Regions from separate parts of the Camelus dromedarius genome. Here region 2 is linked to region 1. The links are chromatin contacts, called in public Hi-C maps. All regions are on one chromosome and are shown on one strand. Each heading gives the region's core, a stretch centred on a gene start, on an enhancer-like site or on the middle of the called end of the contact. The rest is flanking DNA. Distances are from core to core; before and after follow the strand shown.

Region 1 (2,857 bases), core at 234-2,733:
GCCTGCTGCACCAGGAGAACGGGCAGTGAAGTAGAGGGTCACCTGAGCCCTGGTGGCATCTAGATACGTAGCTTAGCTCTGTGTGTGCTTTCAGGCTGGAAGTAGGAAAACACAAGTACGAGCTGGTTTTTCATGTATTGTAGATATAAAAAAAATTAGATTCCAGGTAAGTTGGATGGAACAGTGAAGGGTCATATGTAGGGCTGCTGCTGGGGAAGATGCTCAGCTCCGCTCCAGGTCATCCACCAGGTAGGGCTGGGTTTCCCTTAGGCTCTGAAGGAGTAGATCCTTGCAGGTCGTGTTCCAGGCTGGAGCAAAGCTGAAGAGCTTCCTCATCTTGGTTGGGTTGGTGTGCTCTGCCCGCACTGCCTGGTACTGATCTTCTGTCAGGACCTTCCCATACAGGGAATCCAGCACCCCATCCACGTCTGTGACCCGTGCGATGAGGGCCGCCCGATGCTGGTCCACAAAGTGCGGTGCTGGGGCAGGAGGGAGGAGAGCAGGTGAGCTGGCACCCGGCGTGGGTGCTGGGGCCTATCCCTGTTGAACACTGCTTTCTTCAGAAGTTGCCTTGAATGCACCCCTAAGGGACAGGGCTCAAGGTGGGCATTCCCCAGGGCTCTGGGTATAGTGGGAATTATGTAACTTTGTCTCCCTTTCTCCCAGCCAGGCTCAGCCCCAGGAAGTGTGTGAGTGGGTTGGTGGGAAGGGTTGGCCTAGTGTCATGCTCCCTGGGTGTTCTGGGCCTTGTGACAACAGGTAGACTGCACAGGAGTGCAGTGGGGTGCATCTGGGGAGGTGCCCTGGCAGGTGATCTTGGTTATGAAGGCCTCACCTGGCTTGGCTGCTGCCTGGGGAGGGGCCTTGATCCCAGCTGGCTTTGCTCCGGGGGCTGTAAGAAAATCAAATGATGTCTACAATCTCTGGGGTAAGGGGCCCCTTAGTCCGGAAGCCAAAGTCACTACCAAATGGGGGAAGCCTCCTTTCCCAGCAAGAAGAGCTTGTATTAAGGGGTAGGAGGAACAGGAAGTGAAAGAACCCGAGTGGGTTGGGAGGAGGGTGTAGGCAGGATACTAGAGAAGCCCTGGGGGTCTGGATCTCTGCGGAACGTGGGGGTGGGGGTGGGGCACGCTCACCCTTGCGCATGGTCTCCTGCAGCTGCTCTGCCACCTCCTGCATGCCCATGTCACGGAGCACGAGCGCCGTAAGCTCGGCGCCATATGGCTCCAGATAGTAGCTGACCAGCTTGTCGGTGAGGTCCATGGCATCCATGGGCAGAAGTGTTCCCCGCGGGATGCGCCCATAGCCGTCGCGCAGCGGCACCGAGAGCAGCTTCATCTTGAACTTCTTGAGCTCGTCGGCGGTCAGGCTCTCCAGTGCATCTAGGATGGCATCGCGCGTGCACCCCATGGCTCCAGGATCCCCGCTGGTGCCTCTCACCTCGGGTGTCTGCCGAGCGGGAAGTCTGCTCCAGGGCGGGACCTGAAACTCCCCGCCTTCTCTGAACTCTCAACTTTGTCCCAGCCCATTGCCCTGGGGTGTACCCCGTTCGTTTCCATCCACTCCTGGCCGTCGGGGGGCGCCCAGACCACTTCCTTCAGCGGGTCCGGGAGGTGGGACCCAAGAGACCAGGTGGAAAAGGGCTTGTGGCTGGTGCCTGCCTCTCCAGGCTTGCACTAGTTAGGACAGACTAGGAACCTAATTTATTGGAGCACCAAGGCTTAGAATCTTTGAATTCTAGAACGCTGAAATCTCCATATTTTCCCAAAGCTTAGCATCCTCTCTCACATGTCATAGAATCAGAACCATAGAATCCTAAGAGCCAGAACCATGTAGCTTCCCAAATTTCACATGGGAGAAATAAAGTGTGAAAAAGAGGGTAGAGATTAAGTGTATGTGCTCTCTCTCTGAGCCTGTTTCCTTATCTATAAAATGGGGATAATAACACTTCACTGAGCCACTTAGTAAATATACCAGCATAACATGGGCTACCTGATGGTGCCTGAAACCTTCCTGGGAGAGCCAGGATTTGGTTCCTGAGGAGCTGAAATCCTTGGGAAGTGATGACAAGAAACACTTGCAATGGTTGAGAAAATTGTCTATTGGAGGGAAAGTCATGGGTGGAGAGCTACTCTGGGGCTAGGGGGCTTGGCCCAGAAGAGAATTTGGAAGTTGGCATGGGTTGGCATTGGAAGCCAGACTGTGCCCAGAATCCTTAACTTGCTCTTAACATGGCTCTGAAGGCCCTGCTAGTCTGCCCCTCTGGACCTCACCCAGCCTTGCCTTGCACCACACCCTGCCCCGCCTCCATCTCTGAGTTCAACCACACTGGCCTCTCAGTTCTTCAAACGCTCCAGGCTCCTTTGCTTCTCCAAGCCTTTAAACATGCTGTTCCCTCAGCCTGGAGCTCTTTTTCCTCACTCTTTGCCTGACAAACTCTGGAGGCTTTAGGTCTTAAGTTAAATGCTGCTTCCTCCAGGAGACCAGGTTTAGAATCCCTCCAGTTCAAAACACCTACTTATTTGTAGCTCTCATAGCAATTGTGACTAAATTGTAACTAACTTTGTGTATTTGTTTAGCATTGGTCTTCCCTGACAGTCTGTAAATGTGCGTGTCCAGATCATCGTTATATCTGTGGCATCCGGAAGAGTGCTGGGCCTACAGCAGGTACTCACTAAATCTTCATGGGATCAATAATGGATGAATAGGCCTTGTGGCTCAATGGGGATACCAGGAACTGAAGGTGTGCCTTCTATATAAGGAAGAGGCAGCTTCCAGAAGCGGAAAGACTGGACTGAAGCCATACAGTCTCGACTGAATCCCGAATCTCCTTCCTCGGTGGGTATTGGGAAGCCTT
Region 2 (2,724 bases), core at 56-2,555, 140 kb after region 1:
TCCCCAGAAACTAGGAGAACCAGACTTCCAGAAAGGAAGCATCTGCTCCCTCAACTAATACAGAAGACCCATTAAAGGTGGTCACAGAGAATGATCGAAATATTCCACATCCAGAATTGGGTCACGAAGCCTCACATATAGGGCTGGCTGTAGAATCTATGTTTGAAATCAGGGTTGTTTCCAGATAGCTGGAATTCACAGATGCCCTCTATGTGTGTCAGGCGAAAAGTGGTACTTCAGGGCCTGCAGCCCTGAGTCCCCACGGGGCCTCTGATGAGCTGCCTGAGCTTAAGTCATTTAATCTCTGAGAATCTCAAATTCCTCCCCTGGAGAAGGGGCAACCACAATTATATTTTGCTCCCACAGTTACTGTGAGAATGCTGTGTATCTGAAAGCTCTTTACAGCCGAGAGCCCTAATTATTAATAGGTGAGAGAGGAGCGACCATCTCATACCTGTTCATCAAGAATGTTCCCTCAAGTCCCTCGCAAGTCAGGGTCTCAGGAAGAGCAGGTGGAGCGCCCACTGCGCCGTGCGCATGCGCCCGGAGAGAGCCATCGACGCCCCACCCCGCCCCGCGGTCTCATGGCGCGAGCCCCACGGAGCCTGCGGACACACAGCTTCCACACTTTTATTGTCTGAGGGCATCAGTCAAGGTCTCAGGGCTGTTCATAGCCCGTGGGCAGAGGGTTGACCCGGGGATTGTGGAAAAGAGTGTGGTTGCCGTCTCCCCAGGAGTAGGGCTGTGGAGAGAGGGAGGGAGAGCAAGGAGTCAGCCTGGGGGGCCCCCGCATCCCCTCACCCCTCTGCCCGCTCGCGCCCTCGGGGGCCAGTGTACCTTGGTGCGGATCCGGAGATGGTGGTAGGGGATGAACTCGGGGCGCTTGTGGTGGCCCGAGTGGAGCCAGGAGTTGAGTGTGCAGAGGGCCACGCTCGGGAGCGCCAGCATGAAGGTCAGGAGGCGCCAGGTGCGGGCTGCAGCAGGGGACAGGACCGGGTGAGAGAGAGAGGTGGACTGGGGCGCGGGGGAGGATCACCGGTGGGGGTGTTGCCAGGGCCCTGAAAGGGCCCAGAGGTGGGAGTTGGGGGACAGATGGACAAGGTCAGGAACCCAAGGGGTCAGGCTCCGGCTGCACTCACCTCCGGCCCCTCCGTGGTCTCCCTTGGCCGCACTGGCCAAGCCCCGACTCAAGGACCTCAGAGGCAAAGACATTTCGGTGGGAGAAGCTGGGGACAACAGCACTGTCCTTTCAGTCTCCTTCAGTGAGGCCTAGGCTCCCCTCTCCTCTCTTTGGGCCAATCACCTGTTGAGTCTGTAACATGAGTGGCTATTTTTAGGGGGTTTCTATATTTAAAATGAGGCCTGACTGGCAGGAGATCCTTCTCTCCAGACAGCTGCTGTACTGTGCCTCTTACCAAAGTAAAAGGACATTTAAAATACAATATTGTTTTATATATATATATATAGTTTCAGAGAACTATTTTGTTCAATACTCTATTCCCAGTGGCTAGGTCTTTACTAAATATTTGCAGAATGAATTGTGTCCTTTTGAACTTCAGGGTTTTTTTTTAATGTGTAAAATATATAATAAATTGTACCTTAAATGATCTTTATGAAGTTTAAGTGAAGTAATATAGGAATGTGCCAGCTTAGAGTCTGGCACATAACTGGAGCTCAGTATATGTATTAGTAACAATTCTTTGCAAAGAGCAGAACTTGCTTTGACTAGTTTTTAGAAGATAAGCAGTTGGGAATCTGAGGTAGCAGTATCTCTGGTCCAGCCTGAGAGGACTACCGTCTGCACCGCCAGAAACAAACCGTTCTGTGGGCCAGCTGCAGGGAGACACCACCACAGTTCACAGTGCTGGACACTGGATGCCAAAAACTTCGTCAGTGCTGCCCTGGAAAGTGTCATCAAAAATTTAATTAATAGTCAGTCTAAGAAAGAAGAGGAAAACTTGATTCGAGCCAACCTGAGGATTGTAACCGGGGAGACAGTATTTGCAGCAGCATGGATGGACCTAGAGATGCTCATACTAAGCAAAGTAAGCCAGAAAGAGAAAGACAAATACCATATGATATCACTTATATGTGAAATCTTAAAAGATGACACCAATGAACTTGTTTAAAAGGCAGAAATGGCCTCGCATAGAATATAAACTTATGGTTGCCGGGGGAGGGGGTGGGAAGAGAGGAGGGGTAAATTGGAAGTTTGGGATTTGCAGATCCTAGCTGCTGTGCATAAGATAGATAAACAGTGGGGTCTGGCTGTATAGCACAGGGAACTGTATTCAATATCTTGTAATACCCTATAATGAAAAAGAAAATGAAAAGGAATATATGTATAAAGTTGTGTCACTATGCTGTACACTGGAAACTAGCACAACATTGTAAATCGACTATAAGTCAATTTAAAAATAAAAATAAAAAAATAACTGGGGAGACGGTCTTACAGAAAGCTCTGAGGACGTTTCTAAAGGTCAAGGCAGTTATTATAAGTGTTTGAGACAAAGGGTTATACATCAGAATAACATATTGACAATTTACATAGTCCAACAATGCATACAGTGAGTTATTGTGACCTGTTACAGTATTGGGAAAGGAGTGTTATCTCCCAAGGAATTACTTTGCTGGTGCTAGGAGGAAATTGCCTTTTTGTTCTGTTTTGTTTTTTTGGCAAGCAGGCATTCCTGTTCTTCTAAGGGGATCTAAAGTTAATGGATA

The links. A called contact is a pair of places that touch in the nucleus more often than the background predicts.
Region 2: a contact with region 1 is called in a Hi-C map of muscle, with 2.7 times the contacts expected there. The contact joins the promoter of LOC105089718 here to the promoter of LOC105089723 in region 1.

What each region holds. Positions count from the first base shown.
Region 1 is chr24:21,839,740-21,842,596 of mCamDro1.pat, forward strand. LOC105089723 (apoptosis-associated speck-like protein containing a CARD) reads right to left here and starts at 1,484. Exons shown (of 2, transcript XM_010980821.3): 1 at 1,137-1,484; 2 at 117-479. The coding sequence starts at 1,410. The coding sequence ends at 223.
Region 2 is chr24:21,982,734-21,985,457 of mCamDro1.pat, forward strand. LOC105089718 (cytochrome c oxidase subunit 6A2, mitochondrial) reads right to left here and starts at 1,306. Exons shown (of 3, transcript XM_010980816.3): 1 at 1,140-1,306; 2 at 838-974; 3 at 613-742. The coding sequence starts at 1,212. The coding sequence ends at 659.